Regions from separate parts of the Rattus norvegicus genome. Here all the other regions are linked to region 2. Evidence: chromatin contacts called from public Hi-C data. All regions are on one chromosome and are shown on one strand. Each heading gives the region's core, a stretch centred on a gene start, on an enhancer-like site or on the middle of the called end of the contact. The rest is flanking DNA. Distances are from core to core; before and after follow the strand shown.

Region 1 (3,374 bases), core at 97-2,596, 310 kb before region 2:
GGCTTCTCCAACTCAGCACAGAAGGGGTTAACTGGGTCTGGTGTAGACAGTGCTGGGGGTGTAGCCCATCTGTGTCCTCTACAGTATTGGTCTTTGTCTCAGGGCACCAGTTGACACCAGGGAAAGATCCCTGTTGACTAATTTTCCTCTGAGAAATAAAGGGAGGAACTTTGTCATCTGTGGTTTGGAGTCTAAGACCGGCTCTTGGATGTTATGGGATGGATTGGGGTTTAGTGGATACAGAAGTTAGGGGTCTTTATAAAAGCATGGTTGGGAGGCCTAGAACAAGGGGAAGGGAGGAGTTACGCACCTTGAAGGGATATGAACTAGCTGGATGCTTTTCCTTATTGTCACTGGCACGAAGTCTGCCACACTCAGGCAGGGGAGAGCTTCAGAGCTCATCCCAGTCTCTGCGGAATGCCCCTTGGATCACAAAAGCAGCAAAGGGAAAAACCCAAATCTCCCTCTCCCACACACCACATCACATACACACCTACACACATCTTTTACACAGACACCCCAGGTCTCTCTCTCTCTCTCTCTCTCTCTCTCTCTCTCTCTCTCTCTCTCTCTCCTCTCTCTCTCTCTCTCTCTCTCACTCACACACACACACACACACACACACACACACACACTACCACCACTACCACCACATATCTCTTACAAGTACATCCCAGGCCTCACAGACAGACAGACAGACAGACAGACAGACAGACAGACACACACACACACACACAACCACCACCACCACCACATATCTCTTACAGATACACCCCAGGTCTCACAGACAGACAGACAGACAGACAGACAGACAGACAGACAGACACACACACACACACACCCCCCACATTTTACAGGATTGTCTTTCTCTTTTGCCATTTTCTACTCCAAAAGGCTAATTGTCGACCACTACGATGGAATTTAGCACTGTGTTGACTAATTTAAAAAAAATGAAGTCATGATTACCACCTATCCAATTGCTTTTTCAAGCACACCCAATTTTACTTTGTCTTTTCTAGTAATACCCTAATATGAGAACAAGTAAGACTGACTGAACTCACTGAGAGTAGAACCACCCCCACCTCCCAGATAACCATCTTCCCATCCACCTCCCTGGTCGTACAGTAGATTGTCCTTTAAAACAAAAACTATGTGTAGACCACCTCGGGTGATACAGACACGCTCAAGGGACGGAGCTCGTGTCCGGGTTTTGCCTGGCTGGCTGTCTTTATCAGCCTGATGAAGCCTCGTTCTTGAGAGTACAATATGTTAAGCTAGATTGCTCTTTCTTCTCCCCTTCTGTCTCCCTTTTAAAGCAGCACACACTCCCTGGGCCAGGTGGCGTTGCTTCCTGCCTCCGCCGCTGCTCGCTGTTGCTAAGCGAGAGGCACCCGCTCGCACATGAAGCTGAACCAATAGCGTCTTGACCCCCATTGGATGGTAAAAGCCAGAGAAAGAGAATCCCACCGCGCCGCCTGTGACCGGTGGGTCCTCCTCCCCCTCCCACCTTTTCTCTTCCGACAGGAAGGGGCGGTGGCGAGGGTGATGGGAGGAGGAAGAGGGAAGAAAGGATGGGGGAGGCGAATCCAACCACGCTCTGTCGTACTTGGGATAAATGCCATTTTTTTTCCTTTGTGAAGCAAAAGAACAGTGGCTTCTCCATGCAGATGTGCTTCCTCCTGTCCCCAAACTACCCCTGCTGTCGAAGTCCATACTTGGAAAAAGCAGGTTGTTGACCTGCAAGACCTGTGCTTTTTCTCACTCGGAACAGGAACAGGGTCAAGCAGTTAAGGTCCTCAGTTTTGGAGGCCTTGAGGCCGCTCTGTTCCTTCTTCCTCCTCTTCACCCCTCTCCTTTCCTTTCCGTTTCACAATATCTTCTTCCCAGAATGCAATTCATTTGAATGTTAAAAATTAGCAGAGGGTGTTTTTACATCTTGTGAGGATACCATCAGCACATTGGGGGCGGGGGGAGGGGGGCAGAATGAAGGAAGAAGTATCCGTATAAAAGTCAGTTTTAAAACTCCTCCATTAGGATTCCTAGTCCTTGGCACATTCTAGTCAAGAACAAAGTGAAATGACAGGCGATCTTGACTGGCAAACTGCCAGTGTAGACAGCCAGTGGTAGGTTTGAGATTATATAGAGGAAATGACCTTTCTCCTATAATTACCTGGATATTTTGAGAAACATCAGACCCGAGCTACCTGGATAATTATAGCTTTGCAGATCTGACCTTAGGACAGCACAGATTTCATGGAGAATGCTCTCTTTGGTGATGAAGGTGAGAGGCTTTCGCAGCCGGAGTAGGGGTTGATAACTTGAAGTGGCCCCTGGCCTTTAGCAGACTGTGTTAGGTGTTTCTTCTACCCTCTTCCTGGATTTGCCATTTGGGTGTCCTGGCAAAAGGATGAAATCTATTCTATTCCTCACTCGGGATCCTGCAGAATAAAAGATCCTTCTCCCTCCCCATCTGCCTTTCCCATCCTCTACATAAATTTTTGTCTTTTTGTTTGAACCGAAGCTAAATGGCTTTCATAGGAGGAAACACAGCTAAAGCTAGATTAAGCCGGAGGGATCACACTGGGAAATGTTTACAAAGGTTGAGGAACCGGAATGTTTCCCTTTTAGTCTTGAAGAGCAAAGGTAGCCAGTGCTGCCTGCTGCCTTTGCAGCATTTAGACAAGATTCCTAACCACTCTTGTTCGACCTGCTTCTGGTTTCTTCTGGGTTAGACCAGAGGAGTTTACACATTATGGAATGTCAGGTTCCTGAAACACCTTTGTCATCTACTGGGTCTGTTTTAGCAATGACAAAGTAAAACCCCTAAAATGGGCAAAAAAGAAGAAGAGGAGGAGGAAGAGGGGGAGGAGGAAGAGGAAGAGGGGAAGGAGGAGGAAGAGGGGGAGGAAGAGGAAGAGGAGGAAGAGGAAGAGGGGGAGGAGGAGGAAGAGGGGGAAGAGGAGGAAGAGGAAGAGGGGGAGGAGGAGGAAGAGGAGGAAGAGGAAGAGGGGGAGGAGGAGGGAGAGGGGGAGAAGGAGGAGGAGGAGGGAGAGGAGGAGAGGGGGGGGAGGACTGACCAGAGAGTTCTATGCACTCCACTCTTCCTTCAGCAAACTCAAGCTCAGCTTTAATATTTTTCGTCTCCAACCCCAAGCCCCAAGCCTCAACCCCCACCCCTTGTCCAGAGCAGAGTTGGAAGCCAGGCCCTGACTTCATTACTGAGATAGAGGCGCCATGCTCCAGCCAAGGAAACCTGCCAGGACCTGCTCTGTTTCTTCTCTCCTTCCTGGTTGAGAATTTTCTCCTTCAAACCCTGGCTTCACACCCACCTCCTCACTCAGCTGGCCAAAGGCCATCCCTCTAAGTCCCTAGGT
Region 2 (3,282 bases), core at 612-3,111:
GGCTACCTTTCAGCTTCCAGAGATCAGTTGCAAATGGAATACCATCCTTCTAGAAAGAGTTATGGTCCCTGGTTCCCGTGGGAATTCTTAGGTCTTCATGACAAATATCACTGAACCTAGCAGGCCCGAGCCGGGAGGGGGAGTTTTACTCTAAATGCAACAGATTTCACACTAAAGCCAGAGCAAGCCTGCACCCAGACTTGATTTTGAAAATGCAAGTTTGCAATCAAATCAGGGCCAGGCTGCAATCAGCCAGGATTACTCGCTCCAGTAATTCTCAACCTACTACAGAATGCCCCATCACCTGGAGAACCTGGTCTGATTCAGTAGGTCTGGTGGAGCCAGGGAATCTGCAATTTTGCCATGCTCCCAGGGAATACTAATGCAAGGTGAGCCTGGGCCACACTTTGAGAAGCTGCGCTCTTGGCCATTGCTGTACACGCATAGCTCTTATGGAAGCAGGAGGAGGTTGTCACATCTTCTTAGCCTTTTTCATCTCCAAAGTTTTCGTCGTCACTGACCACTTTTAAATGTGATTTTCAGATTTTCGAGGGACTTTGGATGGAGCCATGATGGCCAGCCCGTCCCTCTGGGAGTCACAACCCAGGTCCTTTGGGTGATGGATTCATTCTGCCTGCTGCTCACTGACTTGAAAGCACTAAATTCTTGCTGGGCAGGTGTGACCTTAGCTGTCCTCTTCTATATACCCTAACCCTCTGACACTTAAAATTTGCCTTTGTAGACAGCCTCTAAATACTGAATATGAAGTCTTTGATACTTAGAATTCAGTCAAAAATCCATTTGGCCCGAGATTGGTTAAAGATTTTTTCCTATTACTTGACCCAGTTCAGTGTGTGTGTTGGGGGGGGGGGGGTATTTTCTAGGTATCCTTTCTTTTTGCTTATCGATTTATTCCAACTCTTTCTTACCCACAACTGCCCAACATACATTTCCTTTCCTCCAGTGTTCTGTTTTCCGGGCTACAGGAACACACGGAGTAGTGGCACACGCGGAGTGGTGGCACTAGGCACTATGCCCACCCCCAGAGTGTCAGGCTGAGTTTCTCTGGGGGCCCAGGGCACCCGCCCAACTCATGAGCTCCTGGTCTTTGTTAGGACCACCAAACAGTGAGGAGCTCTCTAGCCAGCCTGGAGCTCCGGGCCCACTCCTGTGCCCTTTGCCTGAGCCCCCTGAGGACTTGTAAGCAGATAGGCTGGAGTTGAAGAGGCTATATTACGCCCCAGGGGACTTTTTTAACGAAAACCCTAAATTTCATTTGGGCGACTGGTAGGCCAATGCGGTTGCGGGGTGAGCAGAGGTCCCTTCTCCCTGCACAGGCTTTGTGTCTCTCTAGCTAGAGGAACCCTGTTCCCTCCAACAGCGAGGTGCCCCTGGGTCTGGTCGCCACTGCCCCCCTTTCTCTCCTCCCGCTTCCCATCCTTCGGTTTCCTTCCACGTCCTTTTCCCGCCCCTCACCCCCACCCCACCCTGCCAAGTCCCTCTTCCCTCTGGCTGGAGAGAACTCGGTAATAAGAAACCAGTTCGGTGTGGGGAAGGGAGAGACCTCCACCCCTTAAGATGCACCGCCGTGGTGAGAGAACTCATTTTGTGCAAAGAGGGCCTCGAGCCACCAGGGAATTCCTGGATTGTCTCAGGCTGTCGTGTGTGATGTCCATCACGCCGTGCGAACACCATCTGCTCCGTATTATGCTGCAGTTGCCAGGCTACCTGCTGTACGCAGGAACACTTGACTGCCTGGCTCCACGTCCGCAGCGGCGGCCCGGGCGGGGCGGGGGACCCAGCCCTGATTAAGCCATCTGCGATGGGGGGCGGAGGGTGAGGGGAACTCGGCGCAAGGCCTGGAGTGTGGTCCCGGGCTCACACCACCCTCTGCTGGGCTACGGGCAGAACAACAGCTGCTCATGAGGATCCCCCTGGGGCCACCTAGAAAAGGATGAAGCACAGGGTCTGCTGGATCCAAGTACACAGATTGTCCGCATCCTGTCCCTCCCAGGAACCAATGACCTTCCATACCCGCCGCATCTCTGGTCCCTATCACCCAAATGCTGCATGTTCTTGTGGGGGGGAAAATCCCTTCAGAGAAAGCAAGTTTCCCCACAAGTGGGTTTATAAATAAACAGCTGGCTGTTCTCGGGAGATATTTTTATCGCCTCTGATTTTTGAAGTCGGAAACTGCCTCTTTGGGGGAGGCTAGAGTGTTGTTTACACGCCCCCCCCCGCTCTAGCCGTTAGAAAATTGTTAAAGCTCTTGTCCCTGGAGCGGAAGGGGAATGTGTAAGACAGGTTCTTTGGTTTTGATCTCTTTTTTTCTCCCCTTATTTTACTGAGAAAGTAAGAGTGTTTGGAGAGCCTCGAAGATCTGCGTAGCAAATTGGATTCAAGGAGAAGAGAATGTATTAAGATTCTGAGTGGAAAGCAAGGGGAGGTCGGCTGGGCTGGGAGTGGAGAACAAACCAGTAATTAAAACTAAAAATACTGCATCATTTGGCTCCAAGGCATTACATGTCGCATGACGAAAGCTCACTCTGGTTTTCTCTAATTGCACAACCCAGTATGTGTCCTCCATAGAAACGACAGCGGGGACTTGGAATCCTAGAATTTGACAGACTATTTCTCATTAAGCCCTCTTAGATTTGAGGTTAAAAGAAGCCCGTGACATAAACAGCGCCTGCCCCAGCTTCATTTGTAAAGCCAATCATAATGTGCCTTCCCACTTTGGGACACACACCTGTGCACTTGCTGAGAAGCCCCTTAAGACGTTGTATACGGAAGGCAACATTGCAGCCATATTGGGTGGTGTAGTCTGCATTGGGAGCCTTAACAACTTTGGGGGCAGGACCATTTGGGGAATGAAAGTAACTCCAGAAGCTTGATGGTGTCCACGGGAACAAAATGAGGCTGGTTGTATGAACATCGTCGCCTCGATTGCCTCTCTTATTTTCCGAGGGGAGAGAAGGCTGTGAACGAAGTCCTTCACTCCTGGCTATATCTCTCAGCTATGCAGAGGGTCACATGGGCAATAAAATCTCAGTGCTTAGAGAGAAACAAGGCCAGAAAGAACAGCCCTTTCAAGAAAAAGCTGAAGAAAGTGTTGTCTTTCCTTGGATCTCATTTTCCCTTCAAATCTCTCGTCATCAAAACCAAGAAGTATCACACAGGTTGAAATGCATGGGAGGAAACCTATTATCTGTCCTCTGCTGGTTGGCTAGATCTGGCGTTAAGTGTCAAGTTGATCAGCCATTTGTCTCTCGAGGAGGCAAG
Region 3 (3,189 bases), core at 434-2,933, 400 kb before region 2:
GCTCCCAGAGCTTATGAGCTGTCAGCCACCCTGGGTTTGGCTGTGGTGATGCAGCTGTCTTTGAGTCATTTCTGCTCCTGAAGGAACCCCTCACCCATATTCCTGTAAGTAGCACCAATAAAACTCATTGGTTCACCAAGTTGGACTTCGGTGGTATCTGTACTCTGGTTTATGGGCTCTCTGTCTGGGATGAGTAGGCGTGTGCATTGGACCTCCCCAGGAAAAGTTTTGTCATACAAAAAAAAAAAAAACAAGGCCCAAAGTTCTTTTATTCCCTGTGTTTTTAGCCCTTTCTTGTCAGATAGATACTTGATGTCCGGGCAGCTAACGCATGATAATAAAACAAGAGATTACTTTTCTGTATTAACTCCATTTCAATTGTACCATGTTGTGAATCCATTGAAATAGAAATGTATCTAGCAGTAAGGTAAGCCTGCTTTTTTTTTTTTTTTTTTTTTTTTTTTTTGGCTTGTTTTGTTTTGGTCACAACAAACTGTGAAATGCTGGTTTGTTTTTTTTTTTTTTCTCTATAGTTCTAACACATGAAATCTGCAATCTTTCCACTTGATTTAGGAAGGACCCTTAATTACTGCCGTAGTCATTAGCACCTAGTGTTCAAAACAGTCTGTTAAAAATGTACTGTTAGTCTCACCTCCAAGTCCCTGCTTGCTTGGTTTTAATTTTTTCAGGGATAAATAAAACAATAATCCCCCTAATAACAACAGTCGTTATGTACAGAGAAATAAATAATATCCCAAGGTCTTGTTTTGACTGCTTATTTCTGTTCATTGAGAAATGGGTACTTGAGCCAGATGAGATTTCCAGGAGGTAAAGTTGAGATCTGAGATCTTGACAACCTTGATTCAAACCCTAGTACCCACCTTGGAGGACTCCACAAAACTGTCATCTGACTTCTAGGCGCGAGTGCACTGTGGCACTGGGCACTTTTTCTTCCCAATAAATAAATAAACGTAAGAAAAAAATTAAGTATTTGGGTTAGGAGGGTCCTAGAATTTTGAGTAAGAGTTCACTAGCAGGGTCTTCTTCTCTGGGTCTTGAAAACAAGCCACTCATTTGACCTTTTCGTTTCACATGGGTGGGAATGATAACTGTTGGGAAGCTGCAATGTTTCTGCCTGGTCATGCACAGTTCTGCAATATAATGCATAAATGTATAACAACAACTTGGGCTCGCTGGATACCTCGCTGGGCAGGAGGAAACGCAGCCAGCCTGGCGCGTCCCCGCGCACTCGCGCGCGCACATACACACACACACACACACACACACACACACACACACACACGCGCGCCGCGCGCTCACTCACACACACACACACACACATACACGCGTGCCGCGCGCGCGCGCGCGCACACACACACACACACACACACACACACACACACACGGGTCAAAAGGTGATCCACTCCTAAGATCCCCCCCAATCTTTGCTTTCCCCTGTCCTCCTGGCAAGTCGTGCTTCCCATCCCGGGGAGCAGCTGGGTTGGGGAAGGGGAGGGCGCGGGAGGGGGACGGCAAGGGAGGCGGGAGTCAGGTCGGTGCGCGCCGCGCCCGCTCCCGCCGGGGAGAGTCCGGGCCAGGTTTTGCACTGGGTCCCCGGGCTCGTCTCACGGCCTCCAGCCGCCGCCGCTGCCGTGTTTACTGAGCTCGCGCGTCCTGATATCACTCCGCTGGCATGGAGGAGGAGGAGGAGGTGGAGGAGCGCGAGGAGGAGGAGGAGGCGGCGGCGGCGAGCAGTTGATCATTGTGATGGTGGCGGAGGCGGCGGCGGCAGCGGCAGCCTGGCCGAGCGTTAGTGGCTGCTCTCCGCGCGGCGGCGTTTCGCAAAGGACTCCAGCGATCTACTTTTGCAGTCGCCTCGGACTGTCCATGTGTTTACTTGCCCAGCCCGAGGACTCGATGTCTAGGCTCCTGTGAAATGCAACTGAGCAGCCAAAGTACTTTGAGAACACGGGGCGGCATAAACACCAAAACTTTTTTGTGGAAGGAAAATGCAATAAGCAAGCTCGCCGTTTTCCGATGCGGCGTGGAGTGAGTGTGTGTCGCGCGTGTCCGCACTGGAGGCACACGCTCGTGTGTGTACATGGGGTGTGTTTTTCGGTACGTAGGGAGAAAATGCTTGCCAACCACCGGAAACCTCCTGGAATTTATTAGAAAATAATGGATTATTAAAAGGAGCCAGGCGAGGAGCGGATCTCCCCTTGAGTTGCAAGCCGATCTGCTGCCGGCTCAGTTTGTTGGGATTCTATTGATAGGTGTCTGATGGTATTCTGATAAGACCCCCCTTTTCTCCCCTCGATCTTTACAGTCTTTTTTTAAGGAAACAAAAAAAAAACCACCCCAAAAATCTCTCCCCTCTTTTTTTTCCACCCCGTGGGGATCGCTGTTTTCATCCATGTGCTTGCGTCTCCCCCGCGTTCCACTTAAACTATTTTAATCCTTGGACCCAAGGAGGAGGCTGATAGGGGGTGGATTAAAAAAAAAAAGTTCTTCCAAAATAGTGTGCCCCGGGAGCAGGATGGGGGATTTCGCAGCCCCCGCTGCTGCCGCGAATGGTGGTAGTATCTGTATCAACAGCAGCCTGAGCAGCAGCCTCGGCGGGGCCGGGATCGGCGTGAATACTCCCAATAGCACTCCGGTGGCTCCGAGTAGCAATCACCCCGCTGCCGGCGGCTGCGGCGGCTCCGGGGGCCCCGGCGGCAGCTCGGCGGCCGTCCCCAAGCACAGCACGGTAGTCGAGCGGCTCCGCCAGCGCATCGAGGGCTGCCGCCGGCACCACGTCAACTGCGAGAACAGGTATCAGCAGGCTCAGGTGGAGCAGCTGGAGCTGGAGCGCCGGGACACGGTGAGCCTCTATCAGAGGACCCTGGAGCAGAGAGCCAAGAAATCGGGCGCCGGCACCGGCAAGCAGCAGCACCCGAGTAAAGCCCAGCAAGATGCGGAGGCTGCCTCAGCCGAGCAGAGGAACCATACGCTAATCATGGTGAGGACTCGCTGGGGTGCGCGATGGGGTCGGGGGCGTGGAGTTTCTGGCTTGGGGGCTGTGAGGGTCTGATTTGCACCGGGGGTGAGGTTGGATGGAGTGGAAGGGTTAACGTCAACTTTTCTTAGGGTAAACGCTGTCGCCGCCGCCGCTACCTGTTAATCTGTCAGGGTTGTCAGATTTGGGGA

What was found. Hi-C and Micro-C count contacts between places; a contact is called where the count stands out from the background.
Region 1: a Hi-C map of Schwann cells shows a contact between it and region 2, with 5 times the contacts expected there. The contact joins two enhancer-like sites. A contact is called at or near these places in 4 of 12 Hi-C or Micro-C datasets (the Rat2 cell line, Schwann cells, frontal cortex and 1 more).
Region 3: a contact with region 2 is called in a Hi-C map of Schwann cells, with 15 times the contacts expected there. The contact joins the promoter of Maml3 here to the enhancer-like site in region 2. A contact is called at or near these places in 8 of 12 Hi-C or Micro-C datasets (the A7r5 cell line, the Rat2 cell line, Schwann cells and 5 more) and 1 of 1 datasets of contacts at active chromatin or transcription factors (oligodendrocytes).

The regions. Positions count from the first base shown.
Region 1 is chr2:138,188,378-138,191,751 of GRCr8, reverse strand. All of the region lies in intron 1 of Maml3 (mastermind-like transcriptional coactivator 3), which reads left to right. Among named protein-coding and RNA genes, the nearest start is that of Maml3, 99 kb to the left of the region's middle. Within about 2 kb of position 1,346, at least 61 of the 93 cell types and tissues checked have an H3K27ac peak or open chromatin away from gene starts, as enhancers often do. A contact at or near this core is called in Schwann cells, where this site is marked.
Region 2 is chr2:137,883,965-137,887,246 of GRCr8, reverse strand. All of the region lies in intron 2 of Maml3 (mastermind-like transcriptional coactivator 3), which reads left to right. Among named protein-coding and RNA genes, the nearest start is that of Mgst2, 41 kb to the right of the region's middle. Within about 2 kb of position 1,861, at least 42 of the 93 cell types and tissues checked have an H3K27ac peak or open chromatin away from gene starts, as enhancers often do. A contact at or near this core is called in Schwann cells, liver and prefrontal cortex, where this site is marked.
Region 3 is chr2:138,287,109-138,290,297 of GRCr8, reverse strand. It overlaps Maml3 (mastermind-like transcriptional coactivator 3), which reads left to right and starts at 1,683. Exons shown (of 5, transcript NM_001107675.3): 1 at 1,683-3,001. The coding sequence starts at 2,537.